Regions from separate parts of the Mus musculus genome. Here region 2 is linked to region 1. The links are chromatin contacts, called in public HiChIP or PLAC-seq maps. All regions are on one chromosome and are shown on one strand. The core of a region is the stretch at or near the end of the contact, and the rest is flanking DNA. Distances in the headings are between cores, read along the strand shown.

Evidence for each region. HiChIP or PLAC-seq counts read pairs in DNA pulled down with a chosen protein or histone mark.
Region 2: a RAD21 HiChIP or PLAC-seq map of pro-B cells shows a contact between it and region 1, with 5 times the contacts expected there. The contact joins two enhancer-like sites. A contact is called at or near these places in 1 of 39 promoter capture datasets (the C10 cell line), 2 of 15 datasets of contacts at CTCF or cohesin (large pre-B cells and pro-B cells), 17 of 484 Hi-C or Micro-C datasets (the 63-12 cell line, B cells, the C10 cell line and 14 more), 1 of 115 datasets of contacts at active chromatin or transcription factors (large pre-B cells) and 2 of 9 other capture datasets (liver and pancreatic islet).

Annotation. Positions count from the first base shown.
Region 1 is chr1:6,857,116-6,860,554 of GRCm38.p6, reverse strand. It overlaps St18 (suppression of tumorigenicity 18), which reads right to left. Exons shown (of 22, transcript NM_173868.2): 21 at 3,112-3,255; 22 at 1-2,095. The coding sequence ends at 1,955. Among named protein-coding and RNA genes, the nearest start is that of St18, 130 kb to the right of the region's middle. Within about 2 kb of position 1,369, at least 3 of the 459 cell types and tissues checked have an H3K27ac peak or open chromatin away from gene starts, as enhancers often do. A contact at or near this core is called in pro-B cells, where this site is marked.
Region 2 is chr1:6,973,526-6,977,009 of GRCm38.p6, reverse strand. No RefSeq gene overlaps it. Among named protein-coding and RNA genes, the nearest start is that of Pcmtd1, 110 kb to the left of the region's middle. Within about 2 kb of position 1,464, at least 8 of the 459 cell types and tissues checked have an H3K27ac peak or open chromatin away from gene starts, as enhancers often do. A contact at or near this core is called in pro-B cells, where this site is marked.

The DNA.
Region 1 (3,439 bases), core at 120-2,619:
TTAGCAAAGTAAACTTCTGTCTTTGTAATAAGTGAGCCCATTTGTGTGCTTCTTTGAAGTATTGTGTAGCAAAATGTTCAAAGACATACTTTAATAGGAAACTTTGTGTCCCATTTATAGTAGACACTACTCGCAGTAGCTGCTTATTTTAAAATTGAGCTTTAAATAAACACCTTTCCTACCTAAGAACAGACATCTCATTTTCACTAAACTAAGATTCAAGAGTTCAAATGAACCCCAAGCCAAAGATAAGCGCCACGTGATGCATAACAATATCCACGGTTCCACGAGAGTGGAGTGACTATACCACTTCTCATGTATCAGAGCATGTAACAGTAGTAACAGTGAATTCAAGCCTGTGAATGCCATCACACTAAATCTAAATATTCATGAGGCTAATAAAAAATAAACACTTTTATTATAGCACAGAAAATTAAGCCCACACTAAAGTTCATGTGTACTTTTACATAGAGGCACATCTGCACATGAAATGTGTGTGCACACCAAAAAGGCAGTTTAGCTGGTTGTCTATACCTTTTCCTTAAAAAAAATAAATATAAAAAAACTTTTGAAACAATGCTTAACTACTTTACAGTCCCTGAAATAGACATTGCCTTTACTACAGCAACTTCTAAACTCTGATCCAGTTGAGATTGCAGGTTGAATTTCACGTGTGGATGAGTGTGAGTGCATATATGTGTGTAGACTGTGCTGTTGTGTGTGTGTGTGTGTGTGTGCATGTGTCTGTATGTGTGTGTATGTGCATGTGTGTACATGTATGTGTGTGTGTGTAACATCCTTTGTGTCACTTGAAGTTCAAGAGTTTTATCAAATTGAAACTGCCTTATTTATTAGGGAAGCAAAGACCAATGCTGCCAATATTCAAGGTAACCACTTAGCTTGGAATAGCATTTTTTTTTTCAGGCCTTCTGTTTTGCATTCTATTCCAGTCAACCCAGTAAGATAAATGCTATTTCAGGGGATACGGTATCTACACAATTTCCATTTGGATGTGTCTGTAGTTGTAAGTACAAATCTACACCAACATTGTCACTTGTATATTGTACTAACGTGTAGCAGGAAAAGCCAAGCTGGTCCCATCAAAGCTTATTTCTCATTTTGGGAAAGGGTTGCCAACTAGCCAATATGACTTGAAAAACAAGAAGACAAATCTGATTCACTTAAAATGTATGCTTTAAGCAGTCTAAATAAATAATTCATATTAATTAAATCTCTGCAGCCATGTGGAATACTATGCTGACTATTTTATTTAATTATTGCTATCAAGTTCTGAGTGCGCTGTTTGCTAACATCCTGTGCTTTTGTGAGTGTGGATTTCCCACTAGTGGGCGCCATTTATCTTCATAATCCTTCACAGCTCACATTACCAAAAGCCATTTATAAAAACAAAACCAGTAAAGGAGAAATGGAAGTGCACAGTAGAAACCAAGCTTGACCACAGTGTAGTCCTGACATCAGGATTTCCTTCATACATTTCTTTTGTTTTGTTTTTCTCATTTAAATCCAGAAAGATATGTGATTTGAGAACAGCATTTCTATTTAAATCCTATTAGAAGATAAATTAATAAACACACCTGTAAAAATATAGTAGACTTCAAAATGCAGTTAAAAGATAAAAAACTCTTTGATTAGTAATAAATAAAATATAAAATGTCACATTTATTTTTACATATACTTTACAAAATAAAGAGTGCAATGAAGAAAGAAAAGAAAAAGATATGAAAATAAACGAGTTTAATAATTGACTGCATTGCTTTTAATCCAAAGAGTTTATCATAGTTTTTCTTTCCTTTTTATGTCAGCTGGGGAAAAATTAGTGCAATGTTGCAATTATAAACACAGGGACAGCCTCTGGGCTCCAGGGGTATTAGGCCCCTGCAGATTTGTGGGAGTTCATGGCCGTAGTGACCTCTGTTTCCTGCATACTGTCGTTCTACACATGGATGCCCTTCACCGCCTGCTTGATGCTTTCCAGTAGAGCTTTGCATTCTGGGGAATAGTCCTGTTCCAGATTGCTGTACATGTCTGTGAGAGTATTTACATATGCTTCAAAATTCTGCTCATTGATAGGCCCCTGATGGAGACACAAGGAAACCAATCACAGAGGTTCAGCTGCCCCAAGGAAGATCAGGAGATAGTGACAAATGTTGCCAACTTATATAAGTAGGAAAAGAAGGGTTTATAGGACTGTGGCAGTTTGGGATAGGACAGAAAATGTGTGTGTGTGTGTGTGTGTGTGTGTGTGTGTGTGTGTGTACTATCTGTATACTCTTAACTCATGGCATTAATGGAATGCAATTGAATAGTATTGGGGATCAATCTGGAACCACATAATAAATGCTGAGCTAGAGGTGTCCAAACTATATGTCTTTTCTTGGGAAGAGTCTGGGTCTCATTTGCACTTTTCAGTATAAAACCAGCTGTCTGTGGAAAGTATGCTAGGAGGATGAAGCTTTTGCCAAGTGGTTCTTTAACAGTCCTATGTTGGAATGGCAGGGATTGTACTGAGCTGAGGAAATTAACAGCATCACCAATATAGCTCCCAGCAATGCATCTCCAACTCCAAAGACTGATTTACATTTGTGAAAATGTAGAATAAACTTTTTGTGAATTCTAAATAGTTGCATACTTATGAATAAGGGGTAAGGGATAAGAGATAAGGGATAGGAATAGGAATACGGATGCCTTGGTCACACACATGCATTCTATGTTCCATGAAAAGAAGTTGAATATTACAATGAGATTATTGGGAGTGTTATAGTTCATGAGTTGAGTAGATGATGCTGAGGGATGTATAGAATCAACTGTTTGAAAACATATTTACAGTGAGTGAGCTCTGGCATCCAGCTTTCAAATAACTTTATAAGATAGCTTTAAGTAAACCTTCATCCTTAAAGAGTCCTGGCCTTTTGGAATGCCACTGGCCTTGAATTATCTGAATATGCATATCTACCGTGTTCTTAGATTGCGAAAGCATTAAGCATGAAAATGAATCAGGGGTAGGTGACTGTCAATAGTTCAGCCACAGGGTAATGGAACAAAGACATTGAGGTAGATGATGGGGTAGCAGAGCCTTGCTCTTGGTCTTACCATCTGTGGAAGTTGGATGTCAGCAAGGCTGGAGATGAGAGCCTGGCTAAGCCCTGCCAGCTCCTTCAGCAGACTCTCATTGCTCTGTTCTATAAGCTTGTTCTCCTCCTCTATGGTCTTCAAGTTGCTCTCCATAGATGTTATCTACAGCAGAGGTAATGACATAAGAAGCAGAGTTAGAGGCCTTTAAAAGGTCTCTGGGGGAAACCTGAAGCTAGATGTAAGTGCCAAGGGATGCCTCCATCCCAAACTGCAGCCCTGCCCTTGCATTCTAAGTGTTAGATACCTCCAGATTTATACTTTTAACAAGACTTTCCATGAATTGCAG
Region 2 (3,484 bases), core at 215-2,714, 120 kb before region 1:
TAGAATGCCCCAGGAGCATCTGGGCACTGGCCGTGGCATGCTAGGGAGGTTTAGGTACTGATTCAATCTCTGTACCTTTTACAGGTTTGTTTAGGATTTTTTGGTTTTCATGAGTTAGTTCTAGTAGGTTATGTATTTCTAAAAATTTCCATTTCTTCTAGGTTTTACAGTTTGATGGTAGTTTCTTGTGAGCTCTCTGATTTCTGTGTCATTCATTGTAAAGTAATTCCTTATATTCTAAATCTTATTTAAGTGTTCTGTTTTTTTTTTTTAAATAATTCTTGATCTAATTAAGGCTCTGTCAATTTTATCATTCCAAATAATCTAATTTCATCCTTTAACAAATATATTGTTTCTTTGTTTTTGTTTCCTCCCTTCTGTCAACTTTTGGCTCACTTTTTCTGACTTGGGTATAAATTTAGATTGCTTGGCTGGATTGTCTCTTCTTCCTCCTCTTCCCCCTCTTCTGTTTACATGTTTGCCATTCTAAGCCTTTCCACAAGTTTTCTTATGCTGAAATCTTTTTAGTTGTTCATTCAGCTGAAGGCAGTTTCTAACTTCCCTTTTCCGTTTCTGCATTGACCTTCCTGCTTTTCAAGTATGTCTTAAATTTTACATCTTGTTTCCTGTTTTCTTTTTGCTATTAACCTATGCATTTGTTTCACTGTGCCTGAAAATTGCTTATATGATCTTATTCTTTAAAAACGAAATCACAGAGACTTGTTTTATGACCTACCATGTAAACTATCCTTGGAGAACAATGAGTGGCTATTTCAAAAGAGAATGTGCTTTCTGGGCTGGACTGCAACTCAGTGGTTGAGTCCTTGCCTAGGTATAAGAATCCCTGTGCTCAATCCCTGGACTGAGCAGCAAACAGCAAAGGTGCTTTCTGTGTTGTGATGAATGTTGTATGTGTTAACTTTATCCTGTTGCTCAAGACTTTTTCATTATTGATCTTCTGTTATGTACTCTATCTGGTATTGAAAATAAGACTTCAGAAAAACAAAATATGATCACTTTTGGCTTAAGGCCTGTTGCTTAAGATGCAGGGGGAGATAGGCCTGCTACTTTTCAGTGATATTATACATGGACTATAGATTAAGTCCTCATGTCTTTAAAGTGTGTTTCTTTTCCTTTTTCCAAATCTCTCTTTGTGTGTATATTATGCTTGCATGTGCATATGAGTGGAGAAGGTCATAGGACAACCTCAGATGACTGTCCTTGCCTTCTACCTTTTTAAATCCAGGATTCTTCGTTTATTGATGTGAATACCAAGCTAGCTAGCCTGCAAACTTCTGGGGGTTCTCCTGTCTTTGCTTCCCCTCTTGTAGAAGTGAGATTACAGATGTGTGCTACTGTGCTTTACATAAATTCTGAGGATTTGAATTCAGGACCTTATGTTTGCCCAGCAGGTGGTCTACACATCAAGACACTTCCCCTTTTTAGAATGTGTTTCTTATATAGAGTAGGAGGAGCGTGTAGTAAGGTAATTCCTGCTCTGTGATCCATAGCGGATGAATGTATGTGTCGGTGGTGCTGTCTGTGAAGGTTATGAAACCTATAGAAGGTGGAGCCTGATGGGAGGAAAGACTTCACTGGGCTTTGGGTTTTGAGAGTTTATAGTTTGGTCATACTTCCTATTCTCTGTGTCTCCTTCCTATATGTGGATGGAAATATGATCAACAAGCTTCCTTTTCCTCCTGCTGTTTTCCTGACTGTTACCATGCCTTTCCCTTCCACAATGGACTCTATCCTTCCTGACCCACATACCAAAAATAAACCCTTTTTTCCTTAGTTGACTTTTATCAGAGTGCTTTATCATAGCTACAGAAAATTAGCAATACACAACCTCACCCCATTTATCTCTCATTGTCTTTCAATTTGGGGAATTTAGTGTATTTATGTTTAAGCTAATTATTCATTGTGGACAACCATTGTCATCTTGTTGGTGATTTTCTTTTAGGCTTAAAGCTCTCTTGTTTGCTTTCTTCCCCCATTTGCTATTTAGCTTTGTGCTTTGCTGATATTTCGATATTTATACACTTTAATTACTTTCTATTTTCCATTTATAGATCATTGTTAAGTTGATACTAACATAAGGTATAACAGTTTAATTTAATTTGATAACAAATTTAAATCAATAGCATTCAAGATCTCTACAGTTTATTTCTTCATGTTACTGATGTCACTATATTCTTGTATGGTTAAGAGTTCTTCTAGTCGGGAAAGGTGCCTGCTGCCAAGTCAAACTGAGTCCCATCCCCTACATCCCATATGTTGGAAAGAGAGAACTGACTGCAGAAAGAAAGTTGTCTGGTCTCTACTCATGGGCTGTGGCATGTACACCTACACATACAAAAATGCTGTGACTATATAAAGAACACTTCTCATTGTAGTTATGCTGATACTTTTTGGCATTTTTCTACATTTAAGGTGAAAATGATTTATCTGCATCATTATTTTGACATAAAATCTGTTTCTTTACTTAAATATTTCCAATGAGTTCTGTATTCTCATTTTGCTATCACATTATTGTTTAGAGCTCCTTTGTCTTAGCTTGAGGAATTCCTTTAATATTTCTCATGAAAAGGAGAAGTGGTGATGAACTACCTTGTTTTCCTCTCTCTCTCTCTCTCTCTCTCTCTCTCTCTCTCTCTCTCTCTCCCTCCCTCTCTCTCTCTCTCTCTCTCTGTGTGTGTGTGTAATTTTCACCTGTTTCCTATAAAATTTTGGTGAGCAGATTTATCCTTTTGATATTTGAATATATTATCCAGCTCCCTCACAATTGTAAGGTTTCTGCTTTTGAACTTCACTCAACTCATAGGAAGGGTCCCAAGTCAAGTTGTCAGTCTATGCTTTTACACAGTGAGACATCTTGCCAGACCGGTTTCTTCTTCATTACTTGGCAAATTGTAAAGATTATTCATCCAGGAAGAATGGACCATTCATTTTTGAAAGCCTCATTGTTTGTGTTTAACTTTTATAGCCTTTTTCAAAGCATCTGCTCTTGGGTACATATCTAACTCTTCTAAGAATGCTTTGCCTACATAAAACAGCACAAGCTTTAGACCAAAGTTCAGTTGCAGCCTAACCAACCAAAACTCTGTATACTTTAAGACAATCTCTACTATGTAATGGAGGTACTTATGCTTACCTTAGAGAGTTATGTAAGAGGCAGTGAATAGATACATTGTTCTCTATTCTTTCTGGCTTGATTGTGCTTTCATTAAGATTCCATTCATCTTTGTTTCTTTGTATTATAGACCCCAGGCAGAGTCCAGCATATAGTAATCTCTCAAGTAAATTAAATTAATGATACGTAGGACAACAAAGATTGTATGTATGTCTTGATAGAGAAAACAATCAAATGAAAAATAACATAAATGCCATATATGAACATTATATATGTTGATATATTTTATATTAATATAATATAACCATTAATAAGACTGTTGTACATATACACACTCTAGTTGGACTGAAG